Regions from separate parts of the Sus scrofa genome. Here region 1 is linked to region 2. A link is a contact called in public HiChIP or PLAC-seq data. All regions are on one chromosome and are shown on one strand. The core of a region is the stretch at or near the end of the contact, and the rest is flanking DNA. Distances in the headings are between cores, read along the strand shown.

The links. HiChIP or PLAC-seq counts read pairs in DNA pulled down with a chosen protein or histone mark.
Region 1: an H3K27ac HiChIP or PLAC-seq map of skeletal muscle shows a contact between it and region 2, with 5 times the contacts expected there. The contact joins the promoter of CRCP here to the promoter of SBDS in region 2. A contact is called at or near these places in 2 of 5 promoter capture datasets (fetal liver and liver), 1 of 47 Hi-C or Micro-C datasets (heart right ventricle) and 2 of 2 datasets of contacts at active chromatin or transcription factors (alveolar macrophages and skeletal muscle).

Annotation. Positions count from the first base shown.
Region 1 is chr3:16,618,255-16,623,477 of Sscrofa11.1, reverse strand. It overlaps CRCP (DNA-directed RNA polymerase III subunit RPC9), which reads left to right and starts at 1,561. Exons shown (of 7, transcript XR_002342338.1): 1 at 1,561-1,694.
Region 2 is chr3:16,157,883-16,163,261 of Sscrofa11.1, reverse strand. SBDS (SBDS, ribosome maturation factor) reads right to left here and starts at 1,738. Exons shown (of 5, transcript NM_001244393.1): 1 at 1,383-1,738; 2 at 612-741. The coding sequence starts at 1,510. It overlaps TYW1 (S-adenosyl-L-methionine-dependent tRNA 4-demethylwyosine synthase), which reads left to right and starts at 2,610. Exons shown (of 16, transcript XM_021086357.1): 1 at 2,610-2,810; 2 at 3,890-4,017; 3 at 5,072-5,209. The coding sequence starts at 2,807.

The sequences.
Region 1 (5,223 bases), core at 312-2,811, 460 kb before region 2:
CATCAGATACCATACAATTCACCCATTCAAAGTGTACAATTCAAAAAACAAGCCTGCCTCAGTCTCTTCAGTAGTAAAATTTGAGTGACAAAGGAATCTACCTCATAGAGTAACATGGTTGTACTGTCACAGTAACTAATATTCGTCGAGCATTTACTATGTAGATACATAACGGACCTATGATTTATAGATTAGTGAATTGAGGTTAGGAGAGGTTAAGTAATCTCCCAAGGTCAAACAACCCCTAATAAACTGATGGAGATAAACAGAATCAGAGGCTGCCTGCAAAGCCTGCATTGTCAACTGTTAATATCAGGGAATAACAAAACGCTTATCAAGGAGACAGTGTTTAGTAAATGATAACTGATATAATTATAAAAAAGTGGAAAAATTAGCAATTGATTCATCACCTAAAGACACCAGCCATTTTTAATTTTTGGCATATTTCCTTCCAAATACTTCAAACATACTAAAAATTCAGAAGAAAATAGACATCAGCCTTCCACTTTTTTTTTTCCTTTTTGTCTTTTTAGGGCTGTGTCTGCAGCATTTGAGGTTCCCAGGCTAGGGGGTCGAATAGGAGCTGTAACATCCTGCCTACGCCAGAGCCGTGTCTGTGACCTACACCACAGCTCATGGCAACACTGGATCCTTAACCCACTGAGTGAGGCCAGGGATAGAGCCTGAGTCCTCATAGATGCTAGTCGGGTTTGTTAACTGCTGAGCCACAACAGGAACTCTTTTTTTTTTTTTTTTTTTTTAAGACACAAAATTTCATAGATTAGGTGGCTGTATCACCCTTACCCTGAGGTCTTTTTTCCCCTATGCATTATTTTTCTTTAGATTATTAGAGTCACAACACATCATTTTCCATCTTAAAAAAAAAATCTGTCTTGAGCATTTCCCCAGCATATCAAATATGCTACAAGATTACTTGGGCCACATATATCGTACTGCATACTGTATGGCTGAAACACGATTTATCAATTTTCCATTGTTGGGTATGTAGGCTATCTCCCAGCAAAATTATCATTACACGTTGATCTTTCGTCAAGCATCTGATGATTCCATTTGGGCAAATTCTTAGAAAGGCCAGATCAGAGACTGTCAAGAAGTCTCTTCATAATTTTCTGACAAATAGTGAAGAATGGGAACAGGGAGAAGGGAGTCTGAGATTTTTTTTCACCTTTTAGAACGTTTTATTCCATTATAACACACATACAGAAATGTGCACATAAGCTACAGCCCACCGAATTTTCAGAAGCACCACCTACTCGGCGTCCAGATCCTGAAAGAGAGCATGTCCAGCAGCCCAAGGCCACCTCGCCCCTTGCCATCGCTACTATCCAAGGGGTGGGATTTTAACGCTGCAAATGCCTACGAATCCGATTACATCTTTGGATTAATACTTGGATATACCCTAGACCACGAAAACGTGAGCTAAATCCGTCTGCAAACGTTTGACAGCCTGAGGTCGGACCAAGAGCGCAGAGACGGGTCGGGAAGACGAGCCAGCAACGCCCCCGGCCCCACGGGGGTCCTCCAGGATCCCGGCATGCAGCGCGGCGATCCCGGCGTGCACCGCGGTCCGCGGAGTCGGTTTCCGGGCGCTTTGCTCGGGCGGCGAGAGCAGCGGATGGGCGGTGAGGGTCTGTGTCCGGCCGAAGGCGACGAGGCGGGGACGACATGGAAGTGTAAGCCGCCCGGGGCGCGTCGTCGGCTCAAGGGCGACGCTCAGAGCTGGGGACGGCTAATTCCTGGGAGCCGGGAGATGTGGGCCGGGGGCGATTCCTCGTCCGGGCGGGCGGGGAGGGCGGCGGGCCAGGAGGCTAGGAAGGGACTCTCCCTCCGGCCTTCTGAACCTTCGCCCCCTCTCCCACCGCGTGCTCAGGACGTGGGGCGAGGGCCACTTGGCCCGGCTGCCTTTAGGGGTGCCAGGTGTCTGTTCCCTCCCTCACGCACTCAACAGCGTCGCCAGGTCGCGGTGGGGAGCTGGGTATGAGAGCAGGGACTTATTAAACCCTGGGTCCGGCCTGGAAGTACCTGGAGGAGAGGTGGGGAAATGCTGGAGTAGAGTTTTGCTTAGGAGCAGTGGGCTTCTGGGGAGCCCGGATTCAGAGGAGGTGCTCTGCAAAGTAGTTAAGAAGCAGGTAGCCGTGTGGGGTTGGGGTGGGGGGCTAGGAGTAGAAGCCATTCTAACAATTGTAACTCCACATCGGCTTTTCCATGTTTGCTCCTTGTACTGCGTGCAGAGGGAAGTTTTTGCAGCTACTTTGTATGTGGATTTTTATACCTATGTTGCGTTCTCTTTGGCAACATGTTTATGTTTTGTTTGCTCTTTAGGGCCACAGGTGTGGCTTATGGAAGTTATCAGGCTAGAGACCAGGGATCAAACCCACATCCTCATGGATACTTCTCGTGTTCATTGCAGCTGAGCTAGGACAGGAACTCTGATTGTTTAATCCTGACATTTTCCTTTATGTTCTTTTACTTCATGTTTCACGTTTATATGTACTGTTTTGCAGACTTAAACACACACACACACACGCAGTTGGAGTTCCCGTCGTGGCGCTCGTTAAAGAATCCGACTAGGAACCATAAGATTGCGGGTTCGATCCCTGGCCTTGCTCAGTGGGTTAAGTATCCGGCATTGCCGTGAGCTGTGGTGTACGTTGCAGACGCGGCTCAGATCCCTCATTGCTGTGGCTCTGGCATAGGCCGGTGGCTACAGCTCCGATTCAACCTCTAGCCTGGGAACCTCCATGTGCAGTGAGAGCAGCCCAAGAAATGCCAAAAAGACAAAAAAAACCCAAAAAAACCCAAAAAACCACAATACGTATATGTATCTGAAGTGAAAGCTTCCTGAGACAGTGTTGTATACAGTAACTCTAGTAGTCTCTTCTATTAAAATAGAATGTTGACTCCTTAAATTGATTTTGCCATCCTCTATCTTAGGTTTGTTTATGCTGAGCCACCATGGGAACTCCACTTTCTATTCATTGATTTTTTTTTTTTTTTTTTTTTTATGGCCGAGGAAGTTGATGTTGTGGCTCAGTGGTTAATGAATCCGACTAGGAACCTTGAGGTTATGGGTTCAATCCCTGGCCTAACTCAGTGGGTTAGGGATCCGGTGTTGCCATGAACTGTGGTGTAGGTGGCAGACTTGGCTCCGATCCTGAGTTGCTGGGACTCTGGCCTAGGCTGGTGGCTACATCTCTGATTAGACCCCTAGCCTGGGAACCTCCACATGCTGTGGGTGCAGCCCTAGAAAAGACAAAAACACAGAAAAATTTTTATGGCTTCATGTCATTTGTAAGTTCCTGCCCCAGGAATTGAACCCAAGCCATAGCTGTGACCTGTGCCACAGCTGCAGCAACACTGAATCCTTTATTTTATTTAATTTATTTTATTACTTTTTTGTCTTTTCTAGGGCTGCTTCCCACGGCATGTGGAGGTTCCCAGGCTAGGGGTCTAATCGGAGCTGTAGCCGCTGGCCTACACCACAGCCACAGCAACACAGGATCTGAGCCTCATCTGCAACCTACACCACAGCTCACGGCAATGCTGGATCCTTAACCCACTAAGCAAGGCCAGGGATCGAACCCACAACCTCATGGTTCCTAGTCGGATTCGTTAACCACTGAGCCACGATGGGAACTCCAATGCTGCTGGATCCTTTAACCCGCTGCTCTTGGCCAGAGATTGAACCTTCACCTCTGTGGAAACCCAAGCTACTGCAGTTGAATACTTAACCCACTGTAGCACAGTGGGAACTCCTTCTGTTCATTCTTTTATTTTAATTTTTTTGGCCTCACCTGTGGCACATGGAGGTTCCAGTACCAGGAATCGAACCTGCACCACAGCAGCAAGCCACAGCAGTTGCAATGCTGGGTCCTTAATAACACCCTGTGCCACAGAGGGAACTCCCATTCTTTTACTCTTGAACTTAATATACATAGGGAGAATGGACTCTTCTCTATAATCTGTTTGAGATAATATCAGAATTTCCTTCATTTTATAGCTGGAAATACTGAGATTTAGAGAAGTTAGCTAAGAGGTCCTTAAGCAATTCAGTAACAGGACAGAAAAGAAGGTAATTTGTTTGCTAGCTCCTAAGACAGTGCTGCAGTTTAAATTGTTCATTGAGGGACTTCCCATTGTGGGACAGCAGAAATGAATCTGACTAGTATCTACGAGGATGCAGGTTCCATCCCTGGCCTTGCTCAGGGGGTTGGGGATCCGGCGTTGCCATGATCTGTGGTGTAGGTCACAGATGTGGTTTGGATCTAGCGTTTCTGTGGCTGTGGGTTGCTGCTGTGGCTATAGCCGGCAGCTAGAGCTCCCATTTGACCCCTAGCCTGGGAACTTCCATGTGCTGTGGGTATGGCCCTAAAAAAAGGAAATAAATAAATAGTTCATTGACTTGGAAGCCTGCTCAGTTTTCTTGGATCACAATTTAGTTTTTCACAGCAGGACTTGGGTTGATAACATAGGTTGAACATGGAAGAATTTGAACAATTCTGTTGTCATTGTGTTCTTAAGAGTTAACTGTGTGGCAATTAATAGACACTGTTTGCTTGGGCTTTTTTGTACGTGTGTGTGCCTCTAAGGAAGGTCTGTCAATAGATCATTTTGTTGTTTATTCCGAATGGATGTTTATATCCATTAAATTGACTCAGCAGAAAGTTAAGGAAATTTTATAGGTAAATTTCAAAGTGCAAGTCAACTTCAGTCAGCTAATTCATTACTTAAGGAAATTAAGTGACTGCCTTCCTGTAAGTTTAGATTCAGACAGTATTTAATATTCACTTAGAATATTTATTTTAAACATCCGTAAATAAAATCAGTACTATTCTCAGTCCTACAAGAGAATGTGAAGGAGCATGGGAGGAAAGTGTCCTCATTTATAAGTTATGCTAATGTCTTTGTTTTAAACTTAGAGAATTCTTTAGTTTTACATCTTCATTTTTCTCAACTTTTTACCTTGAAAAATTTCAAACTCTTTGGAGAGTTGCAAAAAGAGCATCACAAGTACCTTTTATATCTTAGAGTCACCATTTGTCAACATTTGATATATTTGCCTTCCCTCTGTCACACATGCATGCATTCTCCACACACACACACACACACACACACACACACACACACACACACACACTTTTTACTGAACTATTTCAGAGTTATAGATGTATCATTTTATCAATTTTTAAAGTGCATTCTCCT
Region 2 (5,379 bases), core at 489-2,988:
CTGTAAACACCAAATTACTTCATGGTAACTGTTCATTCCAAAAAATAATACTTATTTTAGAGTTCCCATTGTGGCTCAGTGGTTAACGAGCCTGACTAGTAACCATGAGGTTGCGGTTTGATCCCTGGCCTCACTCAGTGGGTTGAGGATACGGTGTTTGTCGTGAGCTGTGGTGTAGGTCGAAGACACAGCTCAGATCCCAAGTTGCTGTGGTGTAGGCTGGCAGCTGCAGCTCCGATTGGACCCCTAGCCTGAGAACCTCCATATGGTGTGGATGGGGCCCTCAAAAGACAAAAAAACAAAAAAAAGTAACCAACCCCAAAATAATACTTATTTTTATTAATTATTTTTATTTTTTTCCATTATAGCTGGTTTAGAGTGTTCTGTTAATTTCCTACTGTACAGCAAGGTGACCCAGTCACACATACACATATACATTCTTTTTTCTCACATTATCATGCTCTATCATAAGTGACTAGAAATAGTTTCCACTGCTATACAGCAGGAGAAAATAATTGCTAAAAATAATACTTTAAAGTTTAACCTATCTCTAAGTACTTACACCACAAATGGATATTAGGGTCGATTATGCTGCAGTGGTTAGAACGCACCTGCTTACAGATTTCAGTCTGGTCATCTGTTCCAAATGCACTGATGAGATCTTCCTTCTTTGCAACTTGACCTTTAGAAACATTTACAAACACTGAGTGGGTCTGTAGAACTTCATCAAGATCTTTTTCCCTTGTGAGAACAGGAGAGAAAGTCCTAAATAAATACTTTTGCAACTTGGAAGTTCGTTCACATATAAATCCAAGACGGCAACGATACAAATAGTAAGAAACAACTACTTCTAAACGACCCTTGGTGCCCGGGGAACGTTTTCCAAATTGAGAACTCCATTTGTATTCACATTTACTCACTGGGGAAAAACATCGTGGGAATATGCGTGAATCACTGAGGGGTGGGGTCAGGCTGCCGCCAAGGAATTCCGTTCTCTAGATGGCAGCAGTGAATATGCTACGCACTCTAGTTAAATTACTGGGCTTAGATCTGTGACATGCACAAACTATAGAAGTACCTGGAAGACTACGACCTTTGCCTTGATCATCATTCCGAGAAAAGAACCACAATTAGAAGGGTTTCTTGGCCGTAGCTTTTATGACATTACAGCAAAAGCAAAAACCAAACCCCAAACCACACCAACAAAACAAAAAAGAGAACGTTCGCTTTAGACGCTAAGCGCGAGCAGCAGGAGTAAACTTCCCACTTCCTTCCCTGACAAGACCCCAGCATGGCAAACTCATTAGACAACCAGAGGGAGGTGGGCTCCAAGGCTATCAGCTCCAGCTCCCGCCAGGGATCGGAGGGAGAGGGTCACTCACACGCCGCTCCGCCAGCCGACGACCTTATTTTTGTAGCAGGCGATTTCAAAGCGCTTCCCGGCTCGCTTCATCCGTACCACAGCCACATTGGTCAGGCGTATCTGGTTGGTGGGGGTGAAAATCGACATCGCGGCCACTCAGCGACCTTGGGACCGGCGAACCAAGGTAAACCCGCGCCGCCGGCCTGAGGCCACCTGCGCCTCGATGTAACCACCCGGCGAGCGGCACAGTCACGCCCGCAGACTGGGCGACGCAGTGACTAACACCCTCGCGGGCCACCCCAATACACCCAGCTGACTTATTGCGCAGGCGTCAGGTGTTGCGGGAACCGCGCGAGGAAGAGGGGGCAAAAACGCCTGCGCATTGTGGCTTTTACGACATCATTCGGCGCCGGAAAGAGTAGCGCTCTTCCTTGACGTAATTTACTTTCGCGAAAGAACCAAAGAGCTCTGATTGGCTGGTGGAGATGTTTGGGGACCGGGTGGAAACTCTGACGCCGGTGCCTCATAGTTCCGGGAGTTCAGGGCCACGCCCCCCTTAACTTTACCTTATATAAAAATTGTAACACAAAATACTTAGAGAAAAGTGTAATGAGCCCCCATGTACCCATCATTCTTTCCAACAATTATCAATATTTTGCTTTTCTTGTTTCATTCTCCCTCTTTTTTTTTTGGTTGGAGCATTTTAAAGCAAATCATCTTGTGGTTTTAGCTTTAAATAGTGAAACTTCCAACAGATACACCTAACAAGATTAACCATAATCCCCTAATAACACCTCCTAGCCAACTCACAATCAAATTTACCCTAAATAATGCCTTTTTTACAGTTGGTGTGTTTCAACTGAGATTCAAATGGGATCACAAATTGCATTCGGTTGATTATGCCCTTAGTCTCTTTTAACGCTCCTCACCCCCCATTTTTTCCCCTAAATCACTCCTGTCTAATTCGGCTTTTCTCAAAGTCCGTTCCCTCCTCTATGCGGATTCCTGAGTGTGCAGGAGCTTTCCAGTTTCCATTCTCGGAGCCCTGGGCAGGGCTTTTCTCTGGGCCCATTCCTTCCCTTTCTGAGCCAATCCGACGGGGCCGGGAGTGCTCTGGATTACACTCACCAAGTTCTGGGCGGTGTTTTTTCTGGGCCCGCCCCCTTTTCCCTCTGAGCCAATCCGAGCGGGGCCGGGAGCTCTCCGGTTTCTTTTCACCAAGCTCTGAGCGGAGCTCGCCTCTGGGCCCGCCCCTTCCCCCTCTGAGCCAATCCAGACAGGCCTGCGAATGGCATGGCTGCCCCCAGTTTCTCAGGCTCTGGGCACACGGCTAATGCTACAAGGAGGTTCTGGCGGTTTCCCAGTATTCGCGCCGGACGCTAGGTTTGTTAGGTCCGCTGTCCTGGGCTCCAGTCGCGCCGCAGGACTTGGGCTCTAAGAAGAATGGGTAAGGGCCCCCAGCGGGCAAGATTCCTGGGGCGGGAAGGGAGAGAGCCGTTTTTCTGAGACCCTCGGGCCCCTTCCCCCGGAATACGTTGACCTTCTCACCCTGGGACCAGTGTTGCTGAGGACAAGGGAGGACTGATCCCTGCTTGTGACCTGGCTTTGGCCTTTTGAGGCTAGGAGATGAGTATAGACCTATGCCCCTAAACTCATGTAAAGGGCAGAAAAAACCGCCTCTCCCCCTCACCCACGGGTGTTGAGGACTTTTGGTCCTTTCTAGGATGGAGTAGCACCTGTAAACCCCCAATTTTAGATTTCGGCTTTTAAAATTGCCCCCAAGTTCAGCATTTAAGGCCAGGTCCATCCATAGCTCCCTTTAAAAAGTGGGACTTGAGGTCAGTTACTTGTGCAAGTAGCTCTTGGTCTCTAAAAATAAAATTAAAAAAAGAATACTTTCGGTTTTATTTTAGGGTTTTCTTATGGAGCAGCATAACAAAACAAAATTAACTTGGTTAATTAGTATAATTCCACATAAAGTGTTTTGACTTTATGTTCATTCTTTTCCGAATGCTATAACCAAATGAAATAAAATTTTATATATTTTTTGAATTAGCATTACAGTCAGAATTATATCACGTTACCACATAATGTGTTGTTTTTTGTTTGTTTTTTTTTTTTTTTTCTTTTTTGCCTTTTTTTTTAGGGCTTCACCCGTGGCATATGGAGGTTCCCAGGCTAGGGGTTGAATCAGAGTTGTAGCTGCCGGCCTATGCCACAGCCACGGCAAAGCCAGATCGGAGCCACGTCTGCGACCCATACCACAGCTCACAGTAACGCCGGATCCCTAACCCATTGAGCAAGGCCAGGGATGGAACCCTCATGGTTTAGTCAGATTCGTTTCCTGTGCCAGGACGGGAACTCCTATAATGTGTTGTTTTTATTAGAGTTGCTTTTTATATATTTCTTAGCTGATTTGTTGAATATGAAGGTTGCTTTGTTTTTTTCCCCCTTTAAAATAAGGATGGGTATCTTTGTTTATGTAGCTTTAAATAAAATTACATTAATGTATCATTTTAAATTTAGATCCTTTGGATACGTGGGACTTCTCCTCGCCTTTGATATCATTATGGATAAACAGGTTTTACATATATTTGGGCTTAGCCTTTGGCTTTAGCCTTTGGATATGTTTCCAGATTGTTATCAGGAAGCAGGTAAGTGGACTTATTTTTTTTCACAGGGAAGTATTTGGTGTCGGTTTTTACAGACAATTCAAAATGCAGATTTTTTTCTAAGGCTTCCAGAAAAGTACAGAAAAGCTAAGGAATTTTTATTTTTTGGCTGCGTCTGCAGCATGAGGAAGTTCTGGGGCCAGGGATGAACCAAAGCTGGATCCTTTAACCCAGGGCACCGGGCTGGGGATGGAACCTACACCCCTGCTGTGACCAGAGCTGCTGCAGTCGGATTCTTAACCCCCGTGCCACAGCTGTAACTCCTCAAAGGAACTTTTATGTTTGGTCTCTAGACATATTTTTTTTTTTTGTCTTTTTTTTTTTTTAGCTATTTCTTGGGCCGCTCCCGCGGCATATGGAGGTTCCCAGGCTAGGGGTCGAATCGGAGCTGCAGCCACCGGCCTACACCAGAGCCACAGCAACGCAGGATCCGGGCTGCATCTGCGACCTACACCACAGCTCACGGCAACGCCGGATTGTTAACCCACTGAGCAAGGCCAGGAATCGAACCCGCAACCTCATGGTTCCTAGTTGGATTCGTTAACCGCTGCGGCACGATGGGAACGCCCTCTAGATGTATTTTTTAATGCAGAAATATTTTTTTGGTCGGTTTTTATAGACTAAGTTGTTTACCTTGTCTTGAATGGGCAGTGTAAGTCTTCTTAAGATATAGGAAGACTTTGGAATGAAAAATTAAACTTTTGCAAAAGCAACAAACCTGTTCAGCACCTTTAAGGGGTAATAGTCTTCTCTTTTCTTTCCACTAATTAAGAATCAGAAAATAAGTTCCTATTAATGATCCACTACAACGTATTATGAATGAAAGTATGCGTAGTTTGATCCTGGAGGGAGCAGCAGTCGTTATAGTCTTAAGAAATGTGCGCCCTCCCTTTAAAGAACCTGATTATATGAAGGGGTTAATACACAAGGAGTACAGTCGAGAGATTAAGAGAATAATAATAAAATCAAGGTCAGTATCTGTCCTAATGAAGTTGGGAAAAGAGTCACATTTAATGGATTTTGTGTTTATTTCAAGGACAAGAACTCACAGGAAAAGACTGTTCAAAATGCATCACGGAATTTGATGACCAATGGCTCTCTCTCTCTTGAAAGGAAGGAAGTCTTTGTGTCTGGAGTGAAGATTTTCTATGGTTCCCAGACTGGCACAGCAAAGGTGAGAACTTTGTATCCTACTTTTCCTTGGGTTGCCTGATCTTTTAAGCAAATCTTTGAAAAGCCCCCTGTACCAGTGACCCAAAGTGGTCGTCTAACCTCTTTTCATCTTCTTTTTTCCTTTTGCTAGCCTACATTTTTCCTTTGTGGGGCAGTAGGTGGGTTTTATGT